Regions from separate parts of the Mus musculus genome. Here all the other regions are linked to region 1. The links are chromatin contacts, called in public HiChIP or PLAC-seq and promoter capture Hi-C maps. All regions are on one chromosome and are shown on one strand. The core of a region is the stretch at or near the end of the contact, and the rest is flanking DNA. Distances in the headings are between cores, read along the strand shown.

Region 1 (4,997 bases), core at 1,268-3,767:
AAGATGTGCCTCACCTCGCTCACAAGGCAATTCCTTTCTATTGCCCGATTTTATTTCTCATAGCAAGCCCAGAAGCTGAGTGGAGCAATTATTATCTCTGACTCACAGACCCTCAAGAGGTCTGGAACAGAGAGAATGGATTTCCTGGGACCACAATGCTAATTCCTGTGGTCTTAGGAGTGAATCTCAGATACCCTGGGGATAACATGGCGCAGAAGCATCTTGGAGAGCCAGTACATTGCCATGGTCTCCAGGGTGCCCACTCAGCCTGGCCCTGTACGCCTGTGGCTTCAGCTCATGTCTGATGAGAACAAAATATCAAAGCAGGAAAGGTTCCACAGGCCGCTCTGCTCCTGGGACTCGTAGAAGAAACAGATTCTTGGTTTTGGCTTTTGCTTCCAAATCTACTTCTCTACCCTCCTCCTTCAGTAGTCTCTGCCCAGCAAACCAGAGGTAACGGGCAAGTGAAATGTGTGCCTAAAAGTTTGGTGGGATGAGATGGGCAGAGTGTCACTGTCACAATTCCATAAAAACTGTGCAGAGCAAACATTGTAGAGAAATGCACCAGGGCAGAATAAGCATTGCTTAAGAGCAGGAACTTTTCCTCTTTTGTCTCATCTTTGAATTCTTTATAGGAAATTAGCTTTTCAGTGATATCTTAATTGAAATGAGGGAAATGGTTTAGGCTACAGGATGTGGGCAGTCGTTAGGCAGCAGTGATCTCCCAGCCTCCCTGTCTAGGTTTTCTCTCTGGCCATGTAAGTGTGCCGAGAAGGCAGGTTAGGTCTCATGCAGAAGGTTCTCTGCCCTTTGCCATCTCTAGGTCAGGGGTCCCTGGCTACAAACTGCAGGAATTGATTTCACAGACTGCTAAAAAGCTGGGACTCCCACAAAGTCTAACCTTCCTCCGGGCATTGCTGGCGAGCAGTGTAGGTCCCATACTGAAAAATGACCTCTAATCCTGCACTTCCTGTGGGTTCCAGAGGCAGGGAGAGAGTCAGCACTTTGGCAAGACTGGTATGACCAACAGGAACATATTGTGCAAACCGCAGCAGTGGCCAATAGTACCCTCTTTCACATTTGGCCTGCTGACTCAGTGACTATTCCTCTGTCTCCAAGCCTTAACCAAAAACCAAAGCAGTCCACAACTAAAGAGATTCATCGCCTACAAATCTCCCAGGCCTGTCTACCGTGCAGCCTCCCTGCCCAGAGTCCACTGGCCATAACAGCAGGCTATTCGGACAGGTGGGGGCGAGAGTTAGCAGAATGTTTCATTGTGTCATATTGTCTACTCTGTGCTGTCTCTGGGGACCCAGAGAGTAAACACCTCTGATGAGAAGTACCGTCTGGAAGGATATGTTAGGCAGGAGCACTGACTCAAACAGCAAGCTGTACAAGCTTGTGTACGTTGTATTAATCTCCTGGAGGAAAGAGCAGAGGCGTGAGCTTTCTCGCAGCTGGTCGGCTTTCCAAGACGTTGTCACATTACCTAGTTTTCAGCCCTGTGTGGGGTACATGGATGCACACAAAAGCTTGTGAAAATATTCCTCTGGAAAGGCCCAGGGCTGCCCCTCATCTCCAGGAATGCCCGCCCGTTGCCTTGGAAACAGCCGAGGGCTGAGGTTGAGCCTCCGCATCCCTTGAGGAACAAGGCAGGTGCTCCCACCTGCTGGTCAGTGTAAGTTCCTCCTTGCTGTGTGGCTAGCAGATCTACAAACAGAACCCAGCACAAGAGTGAGGGCTCCCTTCCCCCTGAGAGAGAAGAAGATGTATGGCTGACTGTTTTCTTCTCCACTGACCGTCTTTAAAAACGAAGCCCGATTGCAACAATCCCTGATGAAATTCCATGTGTGGTTTGCTTTTGCTCCAAGGACTTTGACACTGCCATTGTTGATTTTCCCTTTCCCCCGCCAACCTTCCATCCTGTCTACCTGGTCTGTGTTTGCTGTCTAGATGGCTTTAAATACAGTAGCGCTCGGTGCGGAAGCCCTTTAGACTTTCCTTGTGATCTGCTCTGTGGCATGTTTTCTTTCTGCAAGTAAGCAAATACAGTCTGGAGCTGAAGTAAGATGGCTCTGCTGTCAGTGGAAATAGAAGTCCCCTGAGCCCCAAGGGTGCACAGCTTTTGTGATGCCCAGGTGCTATGTCTCCAACTGACGACCTGTGTGCTGCTGGGGCACCATCTAGGATCTGAGTGTCTGTTATCCAAAGCTTGGAAAATGGAGATAAACAGTGCACTGTATCATTGGAAGCCTAGGAGAAACAGCCCCACAGGCAAAGGCCTTTCCAACAGCCTGCAAAGGAGCCATTTGTCCTGCCTGCACTCACCACATGGGAGGCATAGTAAGTGCCACATGGAGTAAGTGCACAGCTAGGAAGTAACCCGACAGAATTTTCACCCGGCCCTAGGAAAGGCAAATGATTCTTTAGTGTGCTTACCTTTGTGCATGGTGATCAACTGGGCACAAATACCAGGACTGAGCCTCATGACTATCTGATGCAACCAACAGATAACTCCCAGATTCAGGGCAGACTAGCCATACCCTTGACCTCTTAAAGAACACAGACTCAACACTCCACCCTCTGAATCCTAACAGGAAGTTGCTTTCTTCACCAATAAACCCAGGCCCACATGCTTTCTCCAGTGACTCTTTTTCCTGAGAGATCTGTAAGATTCCTGGGCACGTCCTACACATGTCTAGCAAGCCTTTTGTGGGGACCCATCTGAATTGTGGAACAATACTGGAACAATAAAATGTGCTTTAGATTTTAATTTTTCATCATTGAATTTTTTGTAAATAACTTGTATAGATTACATTAGAAATATTTTATACACTGGGATAAATGACATGTTCTTAAAATGAAACTCACCTGGATTGTTTTGTTTTGTTTTGTTTTTACTTTATTTAATGTGGCCGCTTTCAATTTTTTGGTTTCTTGCAGGGGTGGGGGTGTTGGTTGAGTTTTTCTGAAACAAGCTCTCGGTATTTAACCTTGGCTAGGCTCAAACTCAGAGATCCACCTGCCTCTGCCTCTCAAGTGCTGGGATTAAAGGTGTAACACAACACACCTGACTGACATACACTTGTAAGTTTAGCCTCTCTGACTGGTGTTAGTATTAAAGGTTAGCCTAGCACATGACATTTAGGCTTACATTGCCATCTGCTGGCCAAGCCAAGAAATTGAATATGAGAAAAAAACCTAAGCAACCTGAGCTGGGTCTAATAGCCTGGGCTGGCCTGGAACTCCACAGGCCTCTGAGGGTGGCCTTAATCTTCCTGCCTCCACCTCCTCCCAAGTGCTAAGATTGCTGAGGTCATAACTGTGCAGGAGTTGCAGAAACAGATGTAACTGCAGAAGTTCCCAAACCATCAGCACCGCCTTAGCAAGGAAGGGCAGAGAGAAGCTGTTAAAAGTCACAGACCTGGGGCTGGAGAGATGGCTCAGTGGTTAAGAGCGCCAGCTGCTCTTCCGGAGGTCCTGAGTTCAATTCCCAGCACCCACACAGTGGTTCTCAACCATCTGTAATGGTATCTGAAGTCCTCTTCTGATGTGTCTAAAGACAGTGACAGTGTACTCAAATATATAAAATAAATAAATCATTTTTTAAAAATGTCACCGACCTGAACTCCAAACCCCATGGAGACTGACAAGGCCCTAGAGAGAGAGAGAGCCTGGGCTTGCTCTCAGCTTCTGCATCAGACACAAAGTCAATGTTTTCACACAAAACAATTAGGGTCTTCAGTAGCCCATGCTGGCCTTAAACTCAGTTTGTCAGTTTGTAGCTAAGGATGACCTTGAATTCCTAATTTCCATACCTTCACTTCTTGTGTTTATAGATGAGGACCACTCCCTGCATCAGGTCTCCATAGTTGCCGTTCTTACAAAATAATACATACTAAAATTAAACAACAGAGAAGACACCTCCAGAGTTGTGATATCCTCTCTTCATTGTTGTGGAGTTTTATTTATTTATTTCTATTTTATAGTTGTTTGTGTGTATGTCTGTCTGTACCACGTGTGTGTCTGGGGCCAACAGAGACCAGAAGAGGGTATTGGATTCCCTGAAACTGTAGCCACAGATGATTGTGAGCTGCCATGTATGTTCGTGTGTGTGTGTGTGTGTGTGTGTGTGTGTGTGTGCTGGAAATCAAACCTGGGTCCTCTGGAAGAATAGCAGGTGTTCTTAACTATCGAGCCATCTCTCCCACCCCTGCCATCCTCTCTTTTAAAAATATTTACCTTGACTTGTGAAGGACTTAAAAGTAGGAATCGTGCCTAAACCTTAATGGCTTACAGTAGCAGTGGTCATTCAACAGCTCTCACACGTTCTGTGTGTCAGGAACTGAGCTGGCCCTCATGAGCATTTCTGGCTCAGATCGGGTGTTGGCTGGGGTTACAGTCCTCTGCGGGTCTCAGTGGCTTCAAGAATTCACTTCTGGGCTGGCAAGGTGGTTCCTCGGGTAAAAGGGGCAGCCACTAAGCATGGAAACTGAGTGTCATTCCCAGGGCCTGTCTAGCTAGAGGAGTGAACTGAGTTCAGAATAATTAAATAAAACCTCATAAGCAATGAGCATGCTTCCATTCACAGAACTGGCAGGATAGTGCTGTGAGCTGGAGATGCCAGGTCTGCCCTACTGAGCAGCCAGTGAAACAGGACAAAGTACAAGTCTCAGTGCCCTTCAAGGCTTAACTTCGAGAACACATGACATCGTCCAGCAAGGTGTTTATCAGAAGGAAGGAATATGCATCGTGTCAGAGAAATAACAGAATTACCCTGTAAAAGAAAACGTAATTTTAAAAACCATATCCTGACAAAGTGCCTAGCATAACACTAACCTGAGAAGCGTACCTTGTTTTGCACGAGGACACTGAGGGTCAGAGGGGTGATGTCACCTCTCTCCTGTGTGAGAACTAAAGCCCAGCTCTGACTCCTCCTACCCAGGATGTCACCTTGGGTTCTGTGTGAGTAAAAAAGACTCTCACTGACTGGTGCA
Region 2 (4,997 bases), core at 890-3,389, 680 kb after region 1:
ATGTTCAAATGTGCACGCCTCTTATGTTGCTATTGAATTGATGCTGTTAATTATAGCATATATCAAACTTACATTCAGAAAAATATCACTTAAAAAAAACTCAATGTCCATCTTTTCTAACTGTAAACAACAGTAAGGAACAAGTGTCCTCTATAGGTTAGAAAAAAAGTTCCCGTCTGCCTTTCAGATTCAGCAACTTCATGGACGACCTTCTAAGCTCAGCCAAAAGGTCTGTAAGGCAGAAGCAGAAAGGTAAATTCCAGGCCAGCCGGGGCTACAGCCCGAATCCTAACAGGCCACAAACTTTTGCACTGTAGTAACTTTCCCAGCATAATCTACAGAAATGTGCACCAAATGAAAACACCCTTAGATCACTGCCCCTCTGATGCTTGCATGATATAGTAAGGACACAAAAACTGAGACCCAAGTACAAGGTCATACTGTCTTTCCCGTTCAAAACTGCCTCTGAAAAATAGAATCTTCTCCAATGTACAGTGAGTTCTAAGCTAATGCAAGTGCCTGTCTGAAAAACTAAAAACCAAACCAAACCAAACAAAAAACCACTTCAGGATCTAAATTCTTATTCCTCTTCATGGGCACATCTTGATCAAGTACAATTTCAGTACAATGGCTGCTTTTCGTGTCACTACCAACAAAGAATTCTTCAAGCTGTATGAAAAAGGTGGTTTCGGCTTTTGTTTTTCATGCTAAGACAACTCTCAAATCCTTTAGCCTCGACAAAACTGTATCCCAGTTATCCAGATCCGTTAACCGAGGAGTCCATTTTATAACTTCTAAAAACTCATTCAGGGCGCTGCTTAGAAGCCCCCTCCAGCGAGGCAAGCTCGTGCCGGCCTGCACAGGGCCCGGGACACCTTCGCGTCGGGCATCAGACGGAGACTCCTGCCAACTTCCCAACAGCAGTCCGACTCAGCGGATCTGGCTGTGCGTGGGTCCCGCCCGCCCGGTGCCCCACTGGGCACCGCGCCTGCGCCTGCGCCTCCGCCCCCACCCAGCACCGCCTTCATGAGCGCCCCAGAGCGCTGCACGTAGCGGGCTGACGTCAGCCCTCCGCAGGTCCCTGAGCCCCGAACGCCGAAACCCCCTGGAGCGCCGCCAAGCTTCTAAATGCAGGCTGTTGCTGGGCCGTAGCCGCCGCTCCCATTGGCTGGCTCCGGAGCCAATGGGCGGCGCCAGCGCAGCCGCCCAGCCCCCCTCCCGCTTCCGCCCCACCACTCGAGCGAGCGTCACGGAAACTTCCCTCCCGAGTAAACAGCCGCCCCGCCCCCACCGGCCCTACCTCCTTCGCGAGTGGGGGCTGTCTGTGGAGCAGGGCAGTGGCCGCCAGACCTCGCTCCTCCTGCGCGACGATTGGCCCCGGCGCCGGGCTGCGACCACCCTCCAGGCTCGGCCGGTGCTGCTGGAACTGGTGGAAGCGGCTGGGCAGCTGCCCGGCCGGGCTGGCCCGCACCTTTTTCTTCCGCCGCTTCTTGGGCGCCGCCCGCGGGGCAGCCGCCGGGGCCAAGGTGCAGCCGGACGGCGCGGTGGTGCGAGGCGCGGGCGCCAGGCACGGCCCGTCCCCCCCGAGGAAGTGCGGCAGGAAGAGGGTGGGTGGCAGCGCGCGCGGGTCCGGAAGGCGCGGCAAGGGCGGCGGGGCCGGGTTCACCATCGGGAGGGCCCCGAGGAACCCGAGCGGCGCTAAGCGGCCGCTCAGAGCGAGATCTCGCTGTGGGACGGAGACGACGGTCATGGCGCGGGGACTCGGCAGAAAGGCGGGGAGCAGGAGTCACGGGGCGGCGGCGGAGGCTGCTGCTGGAAGGTTCGGAGCAAGGACCATGACTCGGGCGAGGCGGCGCAGCAACAAATAGCGCTGGCCACCGCGGCCAGTGTTGTTACCCGAGGCCCCGCCCCGTGCCCGCCCACCTCCCTGCGGCGGCCCAATCCGCGTGCGCCTGCCAGGCCACTCCCTCGGTCCCGCCTCCGCGCCCCGAGGCAAGACACAAACAAGCAGCCTGCTGCAGCCCTTCACAAAGAGCGCACGTTGCGCAGGCGCGCCCAACGGGCTCTTACCGAGAGTGTCCCGTGAACAATGAAGTTCGACTTCTGCCTCACCTCCCTGGCAGCGATCCTTTGGGGTAGCCTGGGGGTGGGGCAGGGGAGGAGGAGGAGAGAGGCGGTGGAGGAACTAGGAAGCTTCTGACCTCCAGAAAGGACTGCTTTGTAGGTTTTCGATTTCAGCCCTACATAAAAATTTTAAGAGATTTCGGAGAACACTAAGGATTTATTTCACTAAGGATTTACAGCACTGGTGAAGATCTGCCTCCATTTAACCTACAGTGAAATTTGGCTATGTGGTTTCTCATTCGGTTTTCCGACGCTGCCAATTAACCCTGGTGGTGAAAATAAAAAAGGGTTTACTGAAGGATTCTTCAGCTCATCAGAAGTACTCTATAATGCCGAAAATGGGCCTTTAATTTTTTACTGCCTTTATAGCTAAAGATCTCTGGGAGTCTCTTGAGATCTCACATTGCCCCTGAAACTTGATGCTGCTGCCAACCAATTGGCCTTTGTCCCACCCAGAGAAAACAGCTCTGCTACAGTTGCTAGCTAACTGGGTTAACAGAATTCTCTACTCACAGTTTAATACAGAAAAGAACTGTAGACACCAGTTACCAAATAGGACCTCAGAACCAATTTCTGTAATTCATCTTGTTTGAAACATACTTCTTTAATGATTGGGGCTTTATTTATTTAGTTTCCTCTTTTTTCTTTCTTCGAGATGGCGTTACTCTTTGTGTAGCCCAGGCTGTACTCTGTACTCGATCTGTAGACCAGGCTGGCCTCGAACACAGAGATACACCAGTCTCTGCCTCCCTAGTGCTGGGATTAAAGGCCCATGTCACCATTGTCCAATAATTTTTTTTTAATCATTTTACAGTAAGGCATACAAGAGACTAAAGAATTAGACACAAATCATTAAAAAATTAACAGAAGAATCTGAACTCTGGTCTAGGTATGGCAAGGTCAAGACCTGTAACACTAGCTCCTGGAGAGGCAGAAGTAGAGGATGGGAAATTTCTAGTGTAGGGAATTTAATGAGACTCTGCCTCATAATAAAAAGAGCAGGGCATCTAGATGGATCAGTGAGTAATTAAAATGCTTGCTATATAAGCCTAGCAGCCTGAGTCCCATCCCTGTAAGCCACCTAAAAATGAAAGACAGCCAAAACCACAAAGTGGCCCTCTGACTTCCAAACACATTCTGCCGCAAACCTGCTTCCACTACACACACACACACACACACACACACACATAGACACACACACACTGTGAGGAGAACAGAAGATGGGAATGAGCTAGGAGGTTAGAGGCAGGGAATAGTTCCATTGTCTTTGGCCAGCAGTAGGGAATGTCTTTGTTCTCAGGCTAGAGATCCCAGAAGGGAGCCCTGACATCTTACTTCTTTCTACACAGCCACTCCCAGTACATTGATTCTTTGATAGTGAACAGATGATGGTGAAAGTCAGGAATATCCATTCCTGATTTCAGTTCAGACCTTTTTTTTTTTTTTTTTTTTTTGAGACAGGGTTTCTCTGTATAGCCCTGGCTGTCCTGGAACTCACTTTGTAGACCAGGCTGGCCTCAAACTCAAAAATCCGCCTGCCTCTGCCTCCCAAGTGCTGGGATTAAAGGCATGCGCTACCAAGCCGGGCGATTTCAGCCCTTCTTGTAAATGATGTCAGGGTGAGCACTTCTGAAGTGGTAGTCGTTGCATGCAGTTCCCTTGATCGGGACTCTGTTGAGGCTCATCAAGAGACAGCTATCTCCTAGTCAAAGTTTGGAACCCACCACTTGCCAGAGTAGAAAAATGACCTTTTGGTAACTTCCTTTTCATCTCTTTTACTTTCAGATTCTGGACTCCGGAATGCTTTCCCGGGCACTCTGGGATTGTTCACTTTCCTCTGAAGCTGTCTAACCCCTTTCTCCTTGTGGCCCCTTACAAAAAGACGTTTTTCTCTCCCTCTTCTCCATCTTTTCTCTCCAGACAGCTGCTGAGATTTACACCATGCCTGCCTTACAGTCTTGGGAAAAAAACAAAACTAATAAACTCCTTGAGCTTCTGTTCTAAACTACCTTATTAGTGAGACTAAGAACCCTGAGTGAGAGCTTCAATTTCCCTGGTAGTGTGTGACACCCAAAGGTGACTCCTCAAAATGTCTAGTAACAATAAGTAAAAAACAAATGTTTTTAATCTTACACAGGGTCTTGCTATATAGTCTTCCCTGGCCTGGAATTCACAATGTAAACCAGAAACCAGACTAGCCTTGAACTCATGGAGATCTTCCTGCCTTTGCCTTCCTGTTGGTGGGCTTAAAAGTGTGAGCCATCATGCTGGAAAGGCTGGCCTCAGTGCTGAGATAGGCACTTCCTCCCTTAGAAGCACAGATGGCTTGGTGGCACATGACTTTAATCCCAGTACTCAGGAGACAGCGGCAAGTGCATCTCTGAGAACTCGAGGCCAGTCTGAACAGCAGTGAATGGAACATCTAGATCTACATAGTGTCTTGAAAAGATCCAAAACAACAACAAAAATAAACACCACAAAGCACAGCTCTGATGGTTATCAACTGTGTTGTCTGTCATACTTCGTTATTGGGTTTGTTTTCATCTTATTTCTTCGAGGGCCTAACTAGCTTGGAGCTTACTATATAGCCACGTATGACCTTGAACTCTTGATCCTACTGTCTCCACTTCCCAAATGCTGGCATTAGGGGTCCGAGCCATCATCCCTAGATGACAGTTGATTGACAATTTTAGGAAGCCACAGCCTTACTCTCTCTTAGTCTTATAGGGCTGTTCCCAATAACTCTTAAGCTAGGTAGTAGCAAATGGTGCCTAAAATATTTAATTACTGATAGCAAGGTTGATCATGCTGACTATACAGAGTAATACCTAACTATACAGAGTGATAACTTTATATATATTTCATCATGATTA
Region 3 (4,997 bases), core at 864-3,363, 620 kb after region 1:
ACAAGAAGCCTGCGAGGTAGTAAGCAGTCTGCAGTCTGCATCATTTCAGGCAGGCTACAGGCGTCCCGGGTTACAAAGCAAGTCTCCAGAGCCTACAGAGCTCTCCTTCCGGTTGAGACGGACTCCTCACTGAGAAACCACCTTAAAAGTCTTAACTCATTAACCTTTCATTGACGAGCCTTAAACAACCTCAGTGCCATGGTTAGAAACCCCCAACTATTACACAAACTTACTAACTCGATTTCACCAGTTCAACCAGGAAGACCTAAGGGTCACCAAACACCTAATCGAACAAAAGAGAACTTGACAGAATAAACCTTTTACTTTGATACCTAAGCTTAACTTCTTCAAGCAATTTTTAAAAAGCAAAGGCACAGCCTCTGCATAAGATTAAAGTATTGTTAAGGTCAGGTATAAAAATACAATGAAAGCAAAGGGAATCCACTCATATTCCATTTTCTGGTAAGAGAGGAACGTTGCTGAGAACAACCACTTGAAATTTGAAGTTGGTATACTTCTCAAAGTCTGGCTTTATTTATTTTTAAATTTATAATGTACCTTAAGTTAAGCTGCTTTTTGAGGGAGGGGGTAAGACAGGGTCTCTCTATGTAATCCTGACTGTCCTGGAGCTCAGATAGACTAGGCTGACCTCGAACTCACAGAGCTCCGCCTGGCATGCACCACCACTCCTGGCCGCTAAGCCTCTCTGAATCTACTGGGCTCATTGCCAACCGCTGAGAACTTTCCTAAGTCGGTCCAGGGTCTCACGGCCCTCCTCCCCAAACAACACAGAAACCTAGAGGCCACAAGAGATAAATTGTTTGTTGCAGAGGATTACATTACTGCCACTGGCGGGTGAGCCGAGCTGAGTTGTGACATATAACCTTGCTCACAGAATTAAATACACTATCCTAAAGAGTAAACACAAGATCGGACCTGCCCAAGACAGACATGCACGACATTTTCCTGCTTAAAGAACCGAGACGCCTGTTTAATATGAAATAAAATGTACACTTAAATATGAACCTATCTACGTAGTAAATGTTTTGTTAGCTTCTCCGTTAGTTCTGCTCTTTAGTGGTTTGGCAGCCTGGTAGTTCTAAACACTGAAATTTACTATACAAATACCAATTATTCAAATCAAAATCTTTTGTTTGTTAAGTCTCCATTTATTTCCTCCAGATAGCACACGACCCAATGAGCAAACTGCAGCTGTCTGCCACCAAAAATAACCGGTCTGGTACTCCGACTGGTCTGGCACTCCGGGCTGGATCCGGCACGCCCCGCGCTGGCCCGGAGTGGCTCACCTTGACCGGCGGCGGCGCAGCGATGCTCTCCAGCGCAGCCCGCAGGCCGAGCGCCGCAGCCACCCCGACCTCGGCGATGAGGTTGTGGCCGCAGGCGTGGCCCAGGGCTGGCAGCGCGTCGTACTCGCACAGGAAGGCCACCTGCAGCGCGCGGGGCCCCGCCGCGGACTCCGGCGGCGCCCACTCGGCACGGAAGGCGGTGGGGAGCCCGAAGTGCGGCTGCACCGCCCACGAGGCGGCCGGCGGCTCGCACTCGAAGAAGCGCGTGAGCTCGCCGTGCGCGCGGTGCTCTTCGTAGGCCAGCTCGGGCGCGCTCCAGATGGCGCGGCTCAGCGCGCCCAGGCGCTCGGCCGCCTCGTCGATGCGCTCGGCCGCTCGCCGTTTCAGCAGCTCCAGCTCGGCGGCGCTGCTCGTGCCGGGCTCGGCCGGCCGCTCCACCACCGGACCCATGGCGCGGGCGTGCTGCGGTCTCTCCTCGTCCGCCCTCTGCGAGGCTCGGCGGCGCTCGGCTGTCTTATCTGACTTCGGCAACGCTCGGCGCCGCTCGGCAGTCCTTGCCAGTCCTATGCAACGCTCGGCGGCACCTTGGCAGCGCTTGGCCGCCCTTGGCAACGCTTAGCTGTCCTTGGCAGCCCTCCGCAAGGCTAGGCGCCTCGGCAGCCCTTGGCAGTCCGCACCGCTCGGCTGTCCTAATCAGTCCTCGGCCGCCCTCGGCGGCTTCGGCGACCAGCGCCCCGCGCTCGCCCACCGTACAGCACCACCCTAACTCTAACTTAACCCCCCACCCCCCAGGTCAGGAGTTGCCCTGTAGCTCCGCCCTCAAGGCTCGGCCTGGAGCTGGGGCGCCAACTCCTAAGAAGAGGAATTGTATAGGACAAGTTTTATCCAAAATTTTGATTGACAAGCCCAAGTAACATGATTTGCACAGCTTGTGTTCATAACGGGTCTAAAGTTACCCGATGAGGAAATTCAAGAAGTCATACTCTCCTTTTCCTCCAGAGTGATACAAGTTCAAAATTGTTATTGATGATACACACCTAATAATTAGTAGTCTGAGGTTTTCTTGTATTAAAAGCTTCTGCGTGTTCTTCCTATTCTACCCTCTCTTAAATTGCCACAACTAGGTCAAATAAGATACCATATATATATATATATATATATATATATATATATATATATATATATATATGATTTTTTTAAGGAGTGCACGCCTTTAATCCCAAGCATTTGGGAGGCAGAGGCAGGTGGATCTCTGAGTTCGAGGCCAGCTTGGTCTACAAAGTGAGTTCCAGGACAGCCAGGGCTATACAGAGTAAACTCGAGGGAAGTGGAAGGAATGAAGAGAAGAAAAAGGCAGACTGTAATCAATTTTTACTAGTTTATACCCTAAAACGCCAGAGTCCAGGTCACACTCTAACGTGAAAAAAACTGTCCTTAGTTAACACCCTAACCGAATGAAACTTTTCCCTAAACACAATAAATGTGATATAAATTCATGAATGGACTCACTTTCCTTTTTTAAAACTTTTTTTAACATTTTTTTGTGTTATTTTGTTTGTTTTGTCTGAATGTATGCGTGCACACCGAGTCTGGTGCCTGAGGAGGTCAGAAGAGGGCGTCAGATCGCCTGAAACGAGTTACACATGATTGCGAGCCACCCTCTGGGTGAATGGGAACTGAACCCTGGTCCTCCAGCCCCACCGTCATTTTCTTAACTTTACTCTTGTAACTCCTTTACAGGAGTCCTCCAGCATCTATGAGACTCCAGATTATTTTGCTCAGTGAACTGGCTAAAAGCCAGAATAATGTCAAAATAATAAGATCACTCACTCTGCACCAAGTGCTTTTCTGGATGTTTTAAATGTTAATACCTATTTCTCATCCCAACCTATGAGGTTTTTAGTGTGACTATTATCTTCAAATTACAGATGGGCATCCAAGATTATACAACTCACTAAGTACTGGGCACAGATTTCCACAAAAGACAACATCTAACCACTACACTTGATTGCTTGTGACATCTGAATTCACAAATCATCTATTTATATCACAATGGACACAATCATTCATCTTCAATAAATTTTTACAGCAGAGCTCTGCCAATAGCAGTGGAAATCCTGTTTGTTCTCATTAGACAGCTACACACAGGCTTGTGTATAAACTTTAGAGACAAGCTGCTATTTAGGTTGCTTGTTACAAAGTAATACTGTTGTCATCTGATGTGGTGGAAAGATAGGTAACTCTGGGCTGGGTTCCTCCTGCGTAGTCTGCCCACCCAGACATATATGTATTCAGTTTCTACTTTTGACATCATGGATTTCTTGTGCATGGTGATTTGTATTCTTGAATCTCTTTAATAAATTGTATCTTCTCTTCAGTCTTCATACTTTTTTTTGTTCCATTTTCTAGCACCTAACAGCATAGATATAACATCCCTTGTGGTGGTTTGAATAAGAATGGTCCCTGTAGACTCCTATATTTGAATGCATGATCACTGGGGAGAGATACTACTTGAAAGGGATTAGGTGTGGCCTTGTTGTGTGGAGAGCCATGCCGTGAGCAATCACCATTATAAGATGGCGCTGGCTTCCACTGTGCCTAACTAGTAAACAAGCCTTATGCGCAAGTGCAAGAGTAAATTCACGCCCAGCCACTGCCCATCTCAGGGCGTAAGTAATGGGGTGATGGGCGAGCAACTAATCGGGTGCTGTCACGCCACATCAGGTGCTGAAACGTCACGCTGCAGGCTATATAAGCAGCACCATTTTCCGGGTTCGGGTCTTCCTTATGTTGAAGCAATAAAAGCTTTGCCGTAGAAAGATCCGGTTGTCCGAGTGAATTCTTGCCAGCAAGATACTAGCTTGGGCAAGATTGTTGGAGGAAGTAAGTATGTCACTGGGGGGGTGCAGTAGGTTAAAAGCCCAAGCCAGGCCCAGTGTCTTTCTCTTCCTGCTGCCTCTGGATTGGATGTAAAACACTGAGGTACTTCTCTAGCACCATGTCTGCCTACGTGACTCCATGTTCCCTGTCGTGATGATAATGGATCAAACCTATGAAACTAACTGTAAGACATCCCCAGTAAATGCTTCTCTTTTATAAGATCTGGCGTAGACAGTGTCTCTGCCTAGCCACAGAACGCTGACTAGAAATCCTTCCTCTGTGACAGTAAATACCTTTGGCTAATTATTATTCTTGACTCTCATGGTAGCATTGTACAGCCACATCCAGCTTTTTACATGGGCAGTGGGGATTTGAACTTATACTTGCAGAGCAGTGATTTTACATTTTGAGCCATCTTCCCAGCTCAAGAATATCTTCCTAAAGCTGGGTTGGAGGTGGCATTCTTGAATGCCAGGAAACTACTCAGTATTTTTTTTTAAACTTGGTATCTTTTAACTATTCTACATACAAGTGTCTGCATTGTTTATGATACCACTCAGGTCTCTTTAAAAAAAAAAAAATCTCTCTTCCTTTACCTGGGGCTGGAGTTAAAAATGCAGAATGTACTATTAAGTGAGGTTTTTGTGGAGGGGGTTGGTTGGGTTTTGTTTTTTTGTTTGTTTGTTTTTTGTTTTGTTTTGTTTTCCTTTTGGAGGGAAGGAACTAAAGGCGAATAGAAGTAGTTCTACATAATGTATAGTTTTAAAGCATAAATACGTTTTTCTTCCCAGGCTACTCACAAAACAAGTT
Region 4 (4,997 bases), core at 652-3,151, 550 kb before region 1:
CTACTAGGAAGTCATATTTAATTAAGGCGTAATTTATGTACAATAAACTTCATTCATTTCAAAGTGTACAGTTTACTGAGTTTTGACAGATACATGCACTTATGAAACCACTCCAGCAGTCAGCATCCTGAATATGTCTACCACATAATCTCCCCCATGCCCTTTTGAGGTCAGTTGTCCCCTCCAAGACCCCATCTATAGACAGCCCCTGGTCTCTGCTAGCTGTAGAGAGAACGAACATACAGTGCCTGTAGTCTTAAATGAAGTCCTACCCTGTGAATTTCCTCTTTTAAGCTCTCTCCCTTGATCTAAATGGCTTCTTTTTAATTCCTTTGAGAGGCTTTTCTAATTAATTTCTGATAGTACTTGAAACTCGGTGTTAGATTTTGAAAGAAACTTTAATTTTCGGGAATGTGTGGTGTATCGTGTTTCGCTGTACAGGGTCATAGTCTGGAGACACTTTAGATGATTATTGCCACAGACCCTCTGGGTCCCTGTGTCTGCGTGGAACGGGTCTCTGGGGCAGGTGGGCAAAGCGTCAGATGAATTGACAGACAGATGCACACAGGAGAGGTTGTGTAGAATCTGAATGTATGTGTCAGGTCGAGCATCAGACCTTTATAGTACAGAGAATACAAGGGGTTGGGAGTCACAGCAGGCAAGGTACATTGAAGTTTACCAGATACAAAACAAAGGAATGACTTCGAAAGGATTTACAGGAACCAGGTAAATGTTTACAATAAAGATAAAGCAGTCCTGCCTAGGATCAGCTTAATGACAGGCAAGAATTTCACACTTTAGTGTTAATAGCACCAGGGGGTTCTGCTCTTGGCAGGCCTCAAGAATAATGCAATGTCACAGACCCCTAAATTCCTAGGCCTTGCTAAATTCTTATCTGGAGAATCTCCATTTGTCAGGAGAGTATGCCAATTTGCTTTTGGTATGCAATGTAGCCTGTACTAAAGCTTTCTATCTCAGTGAGATTCCCTGGCTCTTTCTGCAGACCAGTTGAGCCACTGGCTATTGTAATGCTTAATTAGTTACTAGTTAATTAGTTAATAGGTTAACTTCCTTGCTGCCTTCTCACAGGATTCTAAACTCGGGGGGGGGGGGGGGGGCTTCTGGGATTTTGGAACACTGGGGAAACTAACTATACCGAATTAATCTTAAGAGGCATTTATAATAAAATATTAAAAGAGAGCTTGTAGATCCATACACCAGACTAACTCGGGAAAAGAGTATGAGAATGAGAGCGCCAAAACTCCAGGAGGAGAGCTTCCTTGAAACTCTTTGCCTCATGAGTGGCTTTTAGGCATCACTGCCTGTCAAGCTGACTCGACCGGAGTGCCGTGGCAGATTATTATGGCTTTTATAGAATCTCAATCCCTTGCTTGCAGAATTCCCCTTCACCTGGATAAAGTGTGCATTTGTAACTGTATACAGTCATGGGAAATAGCATGCTGGTAGGTCGGTCCATGTTACTTTTTAGTATATACTCTAACAGTTGGTATAACTTTTAAGAATGTTTTGTTGAATTATAAATACCTCCTGCTCGCTAAAAATCCTAAGAGGGCTCACTAGAAATCCTGAGAGAGAGCACTTGTTGCTTTTACAGAGAGGACCCAGGTTCAATTCCCAGCACCCATTTGATAGCTCACAACCCCATAATTCTGTTTCCAAGGGGATATGACACCCTCTCCTGACCTCCATGGGCATCAACCATGCACATGATACACATATATACACTCAGACAAAAGCATTCATACAAAAAAGTATAGTAAAAAAAAAAACCCTTTACCTAGGAAAGACTACATCACAAAACAATGTTTAGAACTGTTCAGTGGCTATACAAAGAGCCTGAGGGTACTTGACATATCTCACACATGTGTCATCTGTGATTCATGGCATGGTACACAAAAGTACAGTTTGCTTTCTTAGCCCATGTAGGGCTGGCCCCAGCCTGCCTTCATGCCTAGCCTCTGCTGTTTCTGCCATGAGCCAGCCACGCAGCCCTGGGAGCATCAGGTTTCTGTTTAAAGCACCTGGCCTTTTCATATCAGTTATTTCGGGCAGCCTTTCAAATCAGTAGCTTTCATGGTATAACCTGAGTCTTGTAAGATTCCAAAGGCTACTTTCCAGGAAGCTTTTTCTAAGAATGAGTAAATGTTTCCTGGTGATTTTAAATTTCCAAGTGAGGAACTTCATTCTTCTGTCCTTCTTCAGTGACTAGTGATAACCTCCATATTTCAGAACGTAGCCACGCCGTTGCAGTCAAAGCACCCGAAATGACTGAGGGAATGCTAACTGTGTATCTTCTGGGAAGCAAAGGAACGGTCAGAATGGGTTCGTCTTTAGAATTGTACGTATACGCCTTATCTTCAAACGTGATTCTTCATAGGAACTGAAAAAGACTCGACTTCATATGGAAAGACAAAAACTCAGCGTAGCTAAAGCAATCTTGAATAATAACTGATTTCAAGTTGTAGTGCAAAGCTGTTTATTGGAAAAAAAAAAACACACTGTAGAACTGACAGCAACTTTGATGTTTCTGGATGGCATGGCTGCGTGAAGAAGACTGCAGAATCCATCCATCTCTATCATGCTGCACAAAACTCAATTCCAGATTGATTAAGGACCTTAGCATAAGCCCATACACCCTGAGTATGTTAGAAAATAGGGGATGGGCTTGAACTTATCAGCACCAGAAAGGAGTTTCAGAAGAGGATGCATAGCCCAGGTACTAAGAGCAGCAATAAATGGGACCTGATGAAGTTAGAGTTCCTGTACAGCAAAAGACTATGTACAGAGTGAATGTTTCCATGATGTGTTGGGGTCTCGGCACCTGGCATTTGAAATGTTCCTTGGTGTAGTTACCTGGCCTTGTCCTTGTTGGGTAAGTGTTCCTGCTTTGGTTGCTACTGCTCACTCTGGGTCTTAGGCAAATGTGATCCCTGGTAGAAAGTGGGTGGGCAGGTGTCACAAAGGAATTGAGATGGGCTTTAAGGAAAAGCTTAAAAGGGTGATAGTGGGAAAGAGCTAAGGGGAGCCGAGTTCTGCACCAAGACATTCCCTTGGGGATAGCGGTGCACTGAGAAGAGGGGCTCCTGCAGACACACTGCAACAGGACTAAAGGTGAATCTAGAGGGACCAGAATGGACAACTCTGCCTTTCTGTATGGGTCCAGTGTGACCAGTTGCCTCCAACTCCTGCAACTCACTGTAAATTCGCTACCATGATGAACTGCCACCTGGAACTGTGAAACCAAAAGAAACGCTTCCTTCCTTACGTTGCGTTGCTTTCATCCGGGCATTTTGGCACAGCAACAGAAAGAAACGTAATAGTACTCAGTACTAAGTGTAGACATGTGCCAATAGTCTGAGCACTCTGGAAACTAAGGCAGGACAACTACTGTGAGTTTGGGGGTATCTTAAGCTAGATAATGAGGCCTTGCCTCAAGCCAATCGATCAATAAACGATTTGGGAGGTATATAGCACTCCTTGGCTTATACTCGAAGGTTGTAGTTTCTTACCACACAGATGATTGCTCAGCTGGCTCCCTTGCCTCTCTATTCACAGAGCTAGGAAATGGAAACACTGTAAATGGTATTCAACCGGTGAATGGGAAATGAAATACACGTACACACAATGCAGTAGTATTCGGCTGTAACAGAATGAGATGATAAAGGTTTGCAGGTAAATAAGTGAATGGGACTGAGTGAGGCAACCCAGAGACACAAACGCCAGGTGTTCTTTCTTACTTGTAGATCCAAGCTCCAGCCCTGGAGAAGGGAGTAAGTATATAGCCAAAAGTAACCTCAGGAGCCAGGAAAGGAAAAAGGAACCATGTGAGAAAGGAGCTCAAGAGGGCACGGTAGGACCACAAGAGGGCATGGTAGGACTGGTGCTATGAAGGAGGAAACTGGAAAATGGGGAGAGGTTAGAAGCAGGAGGGAGGGAAGAATACTAAGGATGTTTGAAAAAGCTATAGGGAAACGAGCTTGAAGCGCGCGCGCGCGTGTGTGTGTGTGTGTGTGTGTGTGTGTGTGTGTGTAATTTAAATGAAAGTTATGCCACATGAGATGGTAATGCTTCCTCCAGGAACTGTAGGGTTCTATCTTTCTCACCCCCTGGCACCTCCCCATCAGGACACAGGACACTTTCACCAAAGAACAACCTGCTGGAACAGATCACACATAGCATATATCTGCCATCACATAGACATATGTTTTCTCTAGCCTTCAAGTCACCTTATAAGCATATAAATATGTCTAAGTGCTCAGAAAATTCACAAGTTTTCCCAAAGTAGTTGTTCAATTTCATAATCTCGCAGAAGATGATAATCCCAGTTGGTTGCTCCATCACCTTGCCAACATACCGTGTGATCCTTCATTTTATGTGTATTGGTACATAGCCTGCATGTATGTCTATGCATCATGTGTGTTCCTGGTGTCAACAGAGGCCAAAAGAGGGTATGGGATCCCCTGGAATTGGAACTGCAGACCTTTCTGAGACACTGTGAGTGCCGGGAATTGACCCTAGATCCTCTGATAAAACAATCAGTACTCTTAGTCATCTCTCCAGACCCCGTCTTTTTAACCATAGCTATTCAAATGGGTATGTTAGTGTGCCTTTTTATGGCTTGGGTTATATTTTGCCTTTTGAGAGTTTCATACAATATATCCTGATCAACTATCTTCCCAGCTCCTCCCAGATCCCTAACTCATTTACTGTGGTTTTTAGCTTGCATTTCTTAAAGGCTAGAAGAAGCTTTAGTGTGTGCGTATAAACTTAATATTTTAAAAGGCAGTTAGATACTGTCTTAGGGTTTTACTGCTATGAAGAGACACCGTGACCAAGGCAACTCTTGTAATGACATTTAATTGGGGCTGGCTTCCAGGTTCAGAGGTTCAGTCCATTATCAAGGTGGGAGTATGGCAGCATCCAGGCAGGCACAATGCAAGAGGAGCTGAGAGTTCTACGTCTTCATCTGAAGGCTG

The links. Promoter capture Hi-C pulls out the DNA fragments that hold promoters and counts their contacts. HiChIP or PLAC-seq counts read pairs in DNA pulled down with a chosen protein or histone mark.
Region 2: a promoter capture Hi-C map of liver shows a contact between it and region 1, with 4 times the contacts expected there. The contact joins the promoter of Pnrc1 here to the promoter of Bach2os in region 1. A contact is called at or near these places in 4 of 39 promoter capture datasets (the 3T3-L1 cell line, liver and stem cell-derived epiblast-like cells), 1 of 15 datasets of contacts at CTCF or cohesin (embryonic stem cells), 2 of 484 Hi-C or Micro-C datasets (both in liver) and 9 of 115 datasets of contacts at active chromatin or transcription factors (the 230-238 cell line, bone marrow-derived dendritic cells, effector CD8 T cells and 4 more).
Region 3: an H3K4me3 HiChIP or PLAC-seq map of embryonic stem cells shows a contact between it and region 1, with 5 times the contacts expected there. The contact joins the promoter of Pm20d2 here to the promoter of Bach2os in region 1. A contact is called at or near these places in 2 of 484 Hi-C or Micro-C datasets (the G1E-ER4 cell line and cardiomyocytes), 2 of 115 datasets of contacts at active chromatin or transcription factors (embryonic stem cells and stem cell-derived neural progenitor cells) and 1 of 9 other capture datasets (embryonic stem cells).
Region 4: a contact with region 1 is called in a promoter capture Hi-C map of trophoblast stem cells, with 14 times the contacts expected there. The contact joins the enhancer-like site here to the promoter of Bach2os in region 1. A contact is called at or near these places in 16 of 39 promoter capture datasets (the 3T3-L1 cell line, 3T3-L1-derived adipocytes, the C10 cell line and 11 more), 1 of 15 datasets of contacts at CTCF or cohesin (large pre-B cells), 3 of 484 Hi-C or Micro-C datasets (bone marrow-derived macrophages, cerebellar granule neurons and embryonic stem cells), 12 of 115 datasets of contacts at active chromatin or transcription factors (T-cell acute lymphoblastic leukemia, acute myeloid leukemia, bone marrow-derived dendritic cells and 8 more) and 3 of 9 other capture datasets (adipose tissue, embryonic stem cells and liver).

The regions. Positions count from the first base shown.
Region 1 is chr4:32,569,145-32,574,141 of GRCm38.p6, forward strand. Bach2os (BTB and CNC homology 2, opposite strand) reads right to left here and starts at 2,518. Exons shown (of 5, transcript NR_026843.1): 1 at 2,440-2,518. All of the region lies in intron 3 of Bach2 (BTB and CNC homology, basic leucine zipper transcription factor 2), which reads left to right.
Region 2 is chr4:33,246,648-33,251,644 of GRCm38.p6, forward strand. Pnrc1 (proline-rich nuclear receptor coactivator 1) reads right to left here and starts at 2,140. Exons shown (of 2, transcript NM_001033225.2): 1 at 1,301-2,140. The coding sequence starts at 1,750.
Region 3 is chr4:33,187,624-33,192,620 of GRCm38.p6, forward strand. Pm20d2 (peptidase M20 domain containing 2) reads right to left here and starts at 2,114. Exons shown (of 7, transcript NM_001034867.2): 1 at 1,308-2,114. The coding sequence starts at 1,757.
Region 4 is chr4:32,023,405-32,028,401 of GRCm38.p6, forward strand. Map3k7 (mitogen-activated protein kinase kinase kinase 7) reads left to right here. Exons shown (of 16, transcript NM_172688.3): 16 at 1-63. Among named protein-coding and RNA genes, the nearest start is that of Map3k7, 62 kb to the left of the region's middle. Within about 2 kb of position 1,902, at least 12 of the 459 cell types and tissues checked have an H3K27ac peak or open chromatin away from gene starts, as enhancers often do. A contact at or near this core is called in trophoblast stem cells, where this site is marked.